Linked DNA regions of Sus scrofa: all the other regions are linked to region 2. A link is a contact called in public HiChIP or PLAC-seq data. All regions are on one chromosome and are shown on one strand. The core of a region is the stretch at or near the end of the contact, and the rest is flanking DNA. Distances in the headings are between cores, read along the strand shown.

Region 1 (3,808 bases), core at 968-3,467, 51 kb before region 2:
GCAAGTTGGCTTTCTGAATGGGCAAGTTTTCCTTGAGAGTATAGTCCATGAATCCAGAATGTCTCTTACCTATGTTATCTGTAATCGAATTGTTTCATTTCTCCTCTTCCCCTTTTGACCATAGGGCATTTTTCTATGGTCTGTGTGCCATTTCCTTTTCATACTCATTGCGGTAAAGCCAAATACCGCCTAATTGTCCAGTAAGGTGGGCATTTGCCAATTTTGTTGTGTGAAGACCATAGTGCAAAGTTTTTATTCCTGTGTGTAAAATAATGTAATAAAATTCACTGTAAAGTTATAAAAGGAAAACTATTGCATTTGTTTCCTATTGTAATCAAATATTTGGTGTCTGTTTTTATGTTGCCTCTACAAATCAGGAGTCATTTAATGGAAATACAAAGGATCTAAATTCTGGCTCCCCTCCCCTCCTTTTCTTATTGCCTTAAATTTTTTTTCTTCAATTAATTAGCCTCATCTTCCTTTGCATGTATTTGCAGTTTGGACACTTAAATTTTTTTTTTTTTTTTTTTTTTTTGCTTTTAGAGCTGTACCCATGGCATATGGAAGTTCCCAGGCTAGGGGTTGAATCAGAGCTATTGTTGTCCTATGCCACAGTCACAGCAACACCAGATCCAAGCCGCGTCTATGACCTACACCACAGCTCAAGGCAACACTGGATGCCCTGACCCACTGGGTGAGGCAAGGAATCGAATCTGCACCCTCATGGATACTAGTCTGATTCACTTCCACCTGCCACAACAGGAACTTCTGGACACTGTTTTTAAAGATTAATGCTTTTATCTCTCAGTATGTATAAATATGTGTAATTTGATAAAAAGGAGCTAGTACAAGTGCCTGGATTTCAGTTTAATTGCACCCAATTAGAGTTAGCTAATAATTTGTTGGAGGGATTCTTTATTACAAAAAGAAAAATACATGTATTTATTTTTAGAGAAAATAATTTAGGGCATTGTTGTTTTCTATATCTAAGAGTCTATTTTCATTTTGTTTTGTGGTTTGTTTGTTTTGTTTTTTAGATTTCTCCTGTAACTGAGATCACAGTATAAGTCTTTCACTGCCATTTGACTTAACAATACTCTGTGGAACCATCCATGTTGTTGCAAATAGCAAGACTTCACTTTTCATGGCTAAGGAATAGTACATTGCTTATATATACCACATCTTCTTTATACATTCATTTATCCATGGACACTTCAGTTGCTTCCATATCTTGGTTAATTGCAAATTATGCTGCAATGAACACTGGTGCACATATATCTTTTCAAATTAGCATAAATACCCAGAAGTGAAATTGCTAGTTTAAATGGCAGTTCTATTTAAAATTTTTTGCTGGTGAAACTCTAGTTTTGAACATATATTTTGGGCCACAATATAAAATGATTGCTATGGGGCTGAAAATCTCTGAAGAGATGCTCTTCATCTCTGACATTCTGAGATACATATTCTGAGTTGGTACTACAGCTGAGCTATAACTTGCTTCTCATGGGAATCCTGCCTCATTTGTCATGAGATAAGTTTGAAACCCTTACTCCAGTAAGGGTTACTCCAGGAGTTCCCGTCATGGTGCAGTGGTTAACGAATCCGACTAGGAAACATGAGGTTGTGGGTTCGGTCCCTGGCCTTGCTCAGTGGGTTAAGGATCTGGCATTTCCGTGAGCTGTGGTATAGGTTGCAGACACGGCTTGGATCTGGTGTCGCTGTGGCTCTGGCGAAGGCCGGCAGATACAGCTCCGATTTGACCCCTAGCCTGGGAACCTCCATATGCCGCTGGAGCGGCCCTAGAAAAGGCAAAAAGACAAAATAAATAAATAAATAAATAAATAAGGATTACTTCATTCCTGCCCACCTCTATGTCAGAAAGAATAGCATTTCATTTACTATGTCTCATTTTAGGAGTCAAGAAAAGAAACATGCTATCCATTCCCAAGACAAATGTCTCCTCTCTGACTTTTAAACATCAGCACTTTTTGTCACAGGCAGACAGTGTGTGCAAGGTAGACATATGCATTACAGCTAATTTTTAAATACCACTCAATTTATTATATAAAATCTATGCCATTAAATGTGTCATTGTTTTTTTCCTACATCTCTTGGGTCACTATGTTGACCCAGGAGAGCAGTATATTTTACAATGCATACGTCAGCTGGCTCACTCTCTACCCCTTTGTATAAATACTTTAGGTCACAATGCAAGGAAAAATGACTTGTGCAACCAAATTCTGAGAAACGGGAGGAGCACATTGTGGGTGCTGAGTGCTGTGTGTGTCTGTGTGTTGCAGACATAGCTCTGGGCTTACCAAGCAGAACTTTAACCAACCTGAAGACAAGGTAAAAATGCAAACACTAAATTGTATTTTCTTTGCCATGATCCTTGTAGTTAGTGATGACTCCCCACTTATAACTTTAGTTGTAATTAAAGGCAAAGGGCAATGAGAGGTGCTATGGTTTGTGGGACGTTGGTGAGAGGCAGACTTAAAACAAGGCAGTGCGGTTCTCTTTTCAGTTAATCACACCCACTGAGTGAGCCTTTTTTTTTTTCTTTTTTTTTTTTTTCTTTTTTCTTTTTAGGGCTGCTCCTGTGGCACATGGAAATTCCCAGGCTAGGGGTCGAATTGGAGCTGCAGCCACTGGCCTACACCACAGCCATAGCAATGCGGGATCCAAGCCGCATCTGTGACCTATACCACAACTCACAGCAACTCTGGATCTTAATCCACTGATTGAGGCCAGGGATTGAATCCGCAACCTCATGGATCCTAGTCGGGTATGTTAACTGCTGAGCAACGAAGGAAACTCCCTAAGTGAGCTTTTTAATGTCACGGTTTGCAATATTGTAGAAAGCCATTTTCCTTCCTTTCTTTCCTTCTTTCTTTTGAAAGCCATTTCTATCTCTAATCTTTATTCTTAGGTTAAGGTCAGGAATTTAATGATGACTGAACTGAAGCTGAATGAGAAATTTGTTTGTAAGTGTGGTATGTGCTACCAACATTTAGCTCCTCTTTTTTTTTTTCTAGGCTGTGTCTGTATCTGGTAAATTAGAGGGAAAAAGGCAGAACAAGAACACTGGGTGTTCATTCTGAATTGGATGTTTTCTAACTGTATGGACTTGAGCAAGTCATGTGACCCCACTAAGCTCACTTTAATTTCCCCATTTGTAGAATTAATTTGGGGACCCAACAGTTTCCTTCTCAAATCTATGATTCTTCTTTGAGTTCAATCTGTAATCCAAGAAGGGAAGAGGAAGTATTGAGTAACTTCTCTATTTAGAGGTTTTATATTCATTATTACATTTAACACTCAAAACAAACTTGTCAGATATCTGCTACTCTCCCTATTTTATAAATGCAGTTTTGGAGAAATCCTCACATGTAGAGCAAAAGGCAGAGGTCATGTTAGAAATCACCCTTGCCTGATTTAAAAGCTCTTTGTCATAAGGACCCATGATTGACCATTTCAACTAATTGTCTCTTCAGCAAAGCAAATGATTTTTTTGATTGTAGGTTGACCATGTGAGTTATCAGGAGGCAGGATTCCCAAACAGTTGAGTGGGGGTCGGGGGGAAACAATGGGTCAAGTGTCTCACAAACTCTGAGAAACGGGTCCTAGTCTGAACATCTATTTCTATTTTTTGTGAATTTGAATCCTACCTGACCCCTATTTTTCTCACTCTCCACCTCCATTCCAAGTTATATGACAATGAGGCAACAGAAATACACTGGTATCTTAGAGGCTTTTACATCCATGTTTATGTGAAGAGAGCGGTGACTTTTTGAGCAAGTGGTAACAT
Region 2 (4,386 bases), core at 343-2,842:
TGGCTGGTCGGCTCTCCTGAAAGTTAGGAATCATACCACTGCGCTTGCATCATCTCTTACCTTGATAAACTCTATTTTCTTAAAAAAAGGGGGGGGGGATCAACGGCTGCCTAAAAGGTTTCTTTGGTCTAATGGAGGAACTTAAGAGTTGAAAGATCACTGTCGAAGTGAAATTCGACTTTTTTTCTATGTCTGACCTGAGATGTTCCAGAAATTAATAAATGGAATAGTTTGGCATTTAACCTCCAGATGCAGATGCAGAAGAACACACCTATCTCATTGTCCCTTTAATAATAATGAGGGGTTTGGGTTAGGTCAACCCACTTCTTTTTGACCAGAGACTCACATTAGCAAGATGAAGTGAGGAGAAATCTGGCTCTGTGGATGCCAGCCAAGCTTAGAATCTCCCACAGGACTTGAATCCACAGGCTTGGTTTCAGGAATACTCCAGGTTGTCAACTCAGCTCTCCATCATAAACATGGAGCTTGTTATACCAGCTGAGATGCAACATGATTTTTTTTTTTTTTTTGTCTTTTTAGGGCCGCACCCACGGCATATGGAGGTTCCCAGGCCAAGGGTTGAATTGCTGCCAGCCTACACCACAGCCACAGCAATGCCAGATCCAAGCCTCATCTGTGACATACACCACAGCCCACTGTAGCCTGGGCCCACTTCGGCAATGTCGGATCCTTAACCCATTGAGCGAGGCCAAGGATCGAATCCGCATCCTCATGGATCTTAGTCAGATTTGTTAACCACTGAGCCACGATGGGAACTCCCAACATGATGTTTTACTTCTCTTCATCTCTTTCTCTTTGGCTATTTCCTATACATACTAGTAGAATGAAGAGAAGAGAAGCCATCTTTACGACGTGTTACAGACACTTTTCAATAAGCTCTAACAATATGAACATTTTCAGACTCGAATTCTCTTCCATCAAGCAAATCTTTTATTTTTACTCTTCAGATTTCTTTGGTTGTATCTAAAAATCTAGGCATTTTCTGAATCAAGTTTTCCACATTACTGTTTCCAAGTAACACCTATAATTTGCCCAGAGTTAAAAATTAACTTAAAACAATGGTGGAATTTCACTGTTTGATTAGAGATAAGATCTATGTTTTAATGAAAAGTTTTTTGGGTGTGGTTTATGACAGGAGATTAGTGTGGAGCTGAGAATTATTTAGGAAATTATAGCTTGAGAAAATGTAAGACAATTTAAAACAGAGAATTTCTAAGAACGAAAAGATTTTTTTTTTTCCCCCTTTCCTTGCCCAAAGGTTGCTTGAGGTCTGCCTAAATTCAAAAGAGAAAGGATTCCATTGCTTTTAAGTACTGCAAAGAGCTCACAGGCTATCCTTGACAAAAGATAGAAGGAATATTGCAGAATTTGATATGATGAGAACAGTTAAAGAGGGGAGTGTTGAAACTGGGGTGACAGGTTTTCGTTAATTTTAACCAGCATGTGTAGATATTGCTAAATTCTTAAGTTTCTGAATGACGTCATCCTCCGAACAAATTTCCTAAATGGTGCCTTAGCAAACAAGCATTTCTATTATAGTGATGTCTTTCTGAGTAAAATGTTGAATCACTCAAAGGATACAGATTAGAGAGAGAGAAAAAAAAATGCTCTGTGGGAGGGGCAGAGCTTTATAAAACCAGTCATCCCCATGTCTGAACTTCAGCAACCCTCAGAAGTCCATTTCCTGTCGGACTGTACCTCAGAGAATAACCAGGTATTTCAGTGATTTCCATGTCTGTCTCTATGAAATTTGGTTTCATTTTTCTCCTACTTCATATAGGTATTGTTAATATAATGAAAATTTAAACATGGGATGTTTTTAGAGGATGAGTAAAAATTTGGTGGTTCTTTCTTGTCTAGTTGCTTAACAGAATTATTTTAGTTCCAGATTTTAATTAAGTTTACGGCGAGACCTAATCTTAAATCTCAGAAGCCAACAGATGCCTATGTATCATTCTTTACACCAAAAACATATATTCAGGTTGTAATGTCAATTTTATTGAACAGCTTAGAATGTATATATTCTCTACTAGTTTCTGTTTGGCACTGAATTTGATGAAAATAACTAGACTGATTAAAACTATTAATTTAATAATTGAAAGTCATCATACCTTGTATTATAAATATACACAAAAGGATAACTCAGTTTTCATCTAAAACAATCAGAAATTAAGCAGAAAGCTAGGTTGGGTCAGTTCAATACCAGAATATATTTATCAAATTTAGTTCAATAATCAGTCAATTTAGTGAAAGAAAAAACTCAGCCAAATTAGCTGCTGGACTGAATAAAATGATAGTTCAATAAATAATTTAATACTCCATAATCAAACAATTATTCATTATGAAAATCTTGAAATATCAGAAAATATTTTTGATTTTGTGAGGGGGAAATTTGGTAATTTCAAATGGGAAATTTCCTTGAAGTTATTGTATTCTCTTTGTTCTCATTAATTTTTGTGATTTCAAAATATATGCACTATGTCATTGCAAAAAAAAATTCTTTTGAATGCTATAGCAAACCCAGACCTAACTTTCATTGCCAGCGATCAGAGAGACTGGGAGAATGTGGCTGGCAGCACCTCCCGAGTTCTTTGTCACCTCTGCCAAGTTTCAGTGGCACATCTGTCAGTTTGTGTTGAGGGAACTGACACAAACATCACAGAGCCCAGTCCTGCATATGCTTTCCATCTGTTCTTCTAAAGATAATATTAAACACTGATCAGGAGTATAATATCTGAAAATTAATGAAATTGTGTAACTTACTCTTAGTGGTAAGAAACTCACAACAGGTGTTACCTGTTCTGAGAGATTATGCTCTTTGATGTCACTCAGCAACTTCAATTTTACATCGTTTTAGGCAGATTCCCACTCAAATGTAAGGCATGGACTTGGAGAGTCAGGAAACATTGTATTACCTATATATTTTTATATATGTATTATACACACACCACATAATGCCTTCACAGATTTCTAAAAATATGAACTTCTCAAACCTGATTTCGAAGGTCTATAGGAAAAGCACCAGGGCTGGAATCAGAAGACTGAAAGTCAATCTAGGCTTTGAATCTAGCTGTGCAATAGACATCTTTCTACTTTCATTGATATAACAGGAATTACTAGGTTTACAGGGCAAGTAATTACGCAAGTTAAATGAAACAGTGAGGCTGAAGGAATTTGGTAACTGCAATAAAGACATCAAATATTATGTTTATGTTAAAGGCAGTTAATTGCACCTCATCTTAAAAATAAAATTTAGACTATTTTGAAAAGAAGTAAATGCACATGGGATGATTTAATTCTGTCCTTATTTACTTTTTACTTCTTCATAAAGTCACTTGAAGTTCTAACTTGGTATTAAAAGTCCTCTTAAATTTTGTTAGTGTCAAAGTGACTGAACTATGTAGGTCATTACAAAGAATTAGGTGTAGGGGAAGCCTATTTTTATTTTTCTGGCTTTGATCTCTGATTTATTATTTTTTTTCATACACATTAGAGAAACATTTTATTTGTGTTGTTAATTCTCAATTTGTTTCTGAAGCATTATTGAGGTAATCTACAAAAAAATCTACCAAAGACCAATTTAATATAAAGACAATTTAAAATTGGTAGAAGGAAGAGGAAAAATTTCTGAGCCATCTAAGTTCATCTAATCTCAATGAAGAAGCAAGAGAAAAAAATAGCGATTTTTTTTTTCAAGCTCATTAAGCCTTCTAGGAGCAGTACAAACTTGCTTCCTTCCTCTTCTTCCTTCCTCTTTCTAGCATTTCTCAAACTAGTAGCTTGCCTAAACTCTTACACATAAAGTGAAGTTAAACTTCAGCAGGTGAGGCCGTGAGGAAAATTGGCTAGAGCAGGTTTCCGAAGCAGACCTAGGCTTGAATCCCTGTCTCATCATGTAAAAACTGTGCGACCTCATACAAGTTACTTAATTTCTCTGGGCATCAGAGTGTAACACAACAATAAAGATCATAATAGCTACCTCATACAAATCCTGTGAATCTTAAATATTAAAGGAGACAAGAAGATACAAGACAGTTTCAGGGACAGTGTTACTCAATGTACTATTTTGTCTTGATAAAATACAATTGGGTTGTATTTCACATGAGAAATTTTGATGCAAATTGCAATCATTTTCTTAAAAATAAATGTTCATGAATCAAGTGTTCACCTAAGACATGTGTGGACTAGAGAGAGATGAACCTGGGAGGCCCTGCTGAGTGAGCTCAAGGCAGTAGAGCTGTAGGACATGCTGTGGCTCTCCAGTCACTGTCACAGAAGGTTTCCTGTGGGATGATGAGTGTCAGCATTGTTTGGTATCTTTATATATCTTGGTAATTGCAGGGTGTGTTTTAAGACATTATGAAA
Region 3 (4,138 bases), core at 232-2,731, 50 kb after region 2:
TCAAATGAAAAAAGCCAACAACGCAATTGAAAAATAGGCAAAAGACCTGAATAGACATTTCTCTAAGGAAGATATACAGGTGGCCAACAAGCACTTGAAACAATGCTCAACATCACTGATTATTAGAGAAATGCAAATCAAAACTACCATAAGATACCACCTCACATCAGTCAGAATAGCCATAATTAAAAAGTCCACAAATTACAAAGCTAGAAGGGGTGTGGAGAAAAGGGAACCCTCCTGCACTGTTGGTGGGAATGTAAGCTGGTACAACCACTACGGAGAACAGTGTGGAGGTACCTTAGAAAACAATACATAGAACTACCATATGACCCAGCAATCCCACTCTTTGGCATATATCCAGACAAAACTCTCCTTAAAAAAAGACACATGCACCCACATGCTCATTGCAGCTCTATTCACAATAGCCAAGACATGGAATCAACCCATAGGTCCATTGATAGATGATTGGATTAGGAAGATGTGGTATGTATACATAATGGAATGCTACTCAGCCATAAGAAAGAACAAAATAATGCCATTTTCAGCAACATGGATGGACCTAGAGACTCTCATCCTGAGTGAAGTAAGTCAGAAAGAGAAAGACAAATACCATATGATATCACTTATATCTGGAATCTAATGTACGGTACAAATGGACCTTTCCACAGAACAGAAACACATGGACTTGGAGAACAGACTTGTGGTTGCCAAGGGGGAGGGGGAGGGAGGATAGACTGGGAATTTGGGGTTAATAGATGGAAACTATTGCCTTTGGACTGGATAAGCAATGAGATCCTGCTGTATAGCACGGGGAACTATAACTAGTCACTTATGATGGAGCATGATAACGTGAGAAAAAGAAATGTATACACACACATACACACACACACACACGCACGCACACATATGTGACTGGGTCACCTTGCTATAGAGCAGAAATTTGACACAACATTGTAAACCAGCTATGATGGAAAAAATAAAAATCATTTAAAAAATAAAAAATAAACAAAAAATAAACTGATTAAAAAACCACACACACACACACACACACACACAGACGCACACAATGGGTCTTCAAATTAGGTGTTTCAAAGCTTTACTCTAAGATTAAAACACGCACCTATAAATTCGTGTTTGATATCGGTAACGCCTGCTCGAAAATTGTTTTGAAGGATGTCCTACCAAAATAGTTTGGAAACGACTAGCTTTAGGAATTCTGGTTTTGCTTTTAGTTAATTTTCAAAGTGGAGTCTCAGTTTTGAAAACACTCTACCATACATGCGTTAAACACGGAGACCGAACATGCTAACCCAGGAAAACAAACCAGTCTCCGAGGGGGTAAAGCCTTCCCCAGACACCCTCTGAGGACCAGGCAATTGTCTCCTCCGCCAAGCCTTCGGCTCTCAGGCCTAGGCCAGAGGATGCCGGCGAGGCACAGCCTCCACCCAGGGTCTGGCCTGGGGATGAAGGAATCAGAGATTGCACTGCCTGCTGCAGTCTCCCACTGGTGTTCTGAGTCACCGCCGGAAGCCTTGCCCGAAATCAAAGCGGAGGCGAAGCATGCACTAAACTGGAATAGCAGCCGCAGCCGCCGCCGCCGCCGCCGCCGCAGCAGCAGTAATCTCCCAGGTACCCGGGCTGGGAGGGCTCTCGAACCCTCGGATTCCCAAAGCGACCGCCTCTAGCTTAGAGCTCCAGCCGAGCCTGGGGAGAAGGGAGGGAGGAAGGCCAGAGACAGACAGTGGGAGCGGGGCGGCGGGGAAATGGGCGTAGAGAGGACTAGAGGAACACGACGGCGGCGGTTATCCAGGAAGGAGGGCTGCGGAGCTGGGATCGCCTCGGACCCCTCTCCTCTACCCCCCGGCACTCTTTCCCCCTGGCCCGCTTTGTCTGGGGCTCTAAGGTTAGTCTCCGAGGCCCAGGCTCCGAGGACCCAGTGCAGGAGCTTGGTGCGCAGACCCGCCCTGGGTCAGAGGGTGGACCCCGGAGTGGGAGTGACACAGGGCCTGTTGACGCCACCGTGCTGCGACTGATTTGCTGGAAGTGAAGGCGCGGCCTGTAATCCAAGCCTGGGCTGTGGAAACTTTTGGGAGAGTGAGGGGGGCAGCGCAGGGTGCAGCCGTCTAGCCCAGAGTTTCTATGGAGCCTTGGGCAAGTTCCGGGATGTGCTGGGTCAACGTCACTTCCAGCACCTCTGCGAGTTCCCTCTGCGATCCAGCTTATTGGGTGTACCTCTCCTCTCTCCTCTGCTCTTTCCTCCTTCTCTCTGTCCCTCCCTCCCTTCCCTCTCTTTTTCTTTACATATTTATTGCATTTCTTTTTTCTTTTTTTCACATCTTTCATCTGTTCTTTATTGCCTGCTTCCGCTCAAGCTGGAAAAAACAAATAACAAAACAAACCCCAAACCCATATTCTGATTTGTCTCCTCCTCCGCAGGCACAGTAGTTAACTGAATCAATTCCACACTTTCCAGGTACTTATCAGCCCTCTGGCTCCTACTTCTCTCTGTCCAGGATTTTCTAGCCCAAATGGCCTCCTCCTGGGTCCAGCCTGGGTGCTACCCTCCTGTCCTCCTCCTCCAGCTCTGGCCACTTCCTGCCCCTGCTTCCCTAAGAACATCCCTGATTGTTGGTCTCAATCCCTTGTCGTTTTCCTCTCTCTACCTGTAAAAATTCCCTAGAACAGGGTGGATTTTTTCCCCCTTATTCCACCAATTTGTACATTCTAAGTAATTTCATCCATTCACTTAGAAGCTCCTGGAATCAGGGTGCTGATGGCTCCCAATCTCTCCATCTAGAACCTCCACTCATTTTAAGTCTCCTACTTATGGTTACCAACATCCCTTGGCTGTCTTGTTTATGAGATCCCTGGGAAAGGTATGTTCCACTTATCTCAAATGGAAGGTAGCACCTTCCTCATTCCAAGCTAGCTGCTCAAATAAACCTCCTGTGATTCATGGCCCACTCTGAACAAATTCATTCTGGGTGTGTGTCCGGGGTTGGGGAGTGGAACAGGAGTGGAGGAAGGCATTCAAAGCCACCAGGAGAATGATGCTGCATATAGTTGGCCCTCCCCTCTATCAGTGGTTCTGCATCTGCAAAGTCAACCAGTGGCAGATTTAAAATATTTGAAAAAAATTCTAGAAAGTTCCAAAAAACAAAATTTGAATCTATTTCCTTTCACTACTATTTACACAGCATTTACATTGTATCAGGGATTATAAAACATCTAGAGATGATTTAAAGTGTACAAGAGGATTACAGGTTGGACAAGAGGCTTGTAGGTTAGATGCAAATACTACATCATTTTATATAAGGGACTAGAGCATCCTGAGATTTGGCATTGGAGGGGGTCCTGGAACCAATCCTCAGTGGATACTGAGGGACAACTACTTGAAAGCAGAAGGCTTGCTCTTTTGGGTGAATCTGTTAGTTTTTTTATGAGACCTGAATATAGTATTTAATTGTCCTGACCTTGATGGTTCATCTGTAGAAAGACAACTAATTTAATGCCATTTTATTGGCTGGGAATCAAATCTTTTCACTGGTGTGAACTGGGTCACATCTGAGAGGTGCACTTGTTTGTGACTGTGTGTGAAGGTGTGTCAGTGCTATGGAGGAGATGCTAATGGAAATACTCTGCTGCTGACCAGCACCTAGATGTTGAGATAGATGGAGGTGAGCAAATGAGAGGAAGAAGGAATGATAGGAGAAAGCAGAAACAGACATTTGCAATTAAGAGCAGTTAAAATGTAAAGATGAAATTGATGTGATATTCTAGTTCATTCTTTTGCCAGACTGGACAACCACACACACACACACACACACACACACACACACTCACTCACTCACTCACTCACTCACCAGCCTAAGCTTATACTTGCCTCACCCTGGCTCCTGTGAAACAAAGAATGTTGCCCACCATCCAGTTCTACAAGGATCAAGTCATTAGCTGACCTACAGTGCACTGTGAAAAGAATTCAGAACAAGAGACAGGATGAGGCACTTTGTGCTTTGGGAAAACAAGTTTCTTAGGTAGAGATATGTCAGGAATTTTTTTTTTTTTTCTTTTTAGGGCCATACCTGTGACATATGGAAGTTCCCAGGCTAGGGGCTGAATTGGAGCTACAGCTGCT

Evidence for each region. HiChIP or PLAC-seq counts read pairs in DNA pulled down with a chosen protein or histone mark.
Region 1: an H3K27ac HiChIP or PLAC-seq map of alveolar macrophages shows a contact between it and region 2. The contact joins the promoter of LOC100153783 here to the promoter of SERPINB2 in region 2. A contact is called at or near these places in 1 of 47 Hi-C or Micro-C datasets (epiblast stem cells) and 1 of 2 datasets of contacts at active chromatin or transcription factors (alveolar macrophages).
Region 3: an H3K27ac HiChIP or PLAC-seq map of alveolar macrophages shows a contact between it and region 2. The contact joins the promoter of LOC100156248 here to the promoter of SERPINB2 in region 2. A contact is called at or near these places in 4 of 47 Hi-C or Micro-C datasets (adipocytes, embryonic fibroblasts, fibroblasts and 1 more) and 1 of 2 datasets of contacts at active chromatin or transcription factors (alveolar macrophages).

The regions. Positions count from the first base shown.
Region 1 is chr1:157,936,059-157,939,866 of Sscrofa11.1, reverse strand. LOC100153783 (ovalbumin) reads left to right here and starts at 2,217. Exons shown (of 8, transcript XM_021099510.1): 1 at 2,217-2,349.
Region 2 is chr1:157,883,731-157,888,116 of Sscrofa11.1, reverse strand. SERPINB2 (plasminogen activator inhibitor 2) reads left to right here and starts at 1,592. Exons shown (of 8, transcript XM_003121697.4): 1 at 1,592-1,735. The coding sequence starts at 1,670.
Region 3 is chr1:157,834,265-157,838,402 of Sscrofa11.1, reverse strand. It overlaps LOC100156248 (serpin B8), which reads left to right and starts at 1,481. Exons shown (of 7, transcript XM_003353447.4): 1 at 1,481-1,632.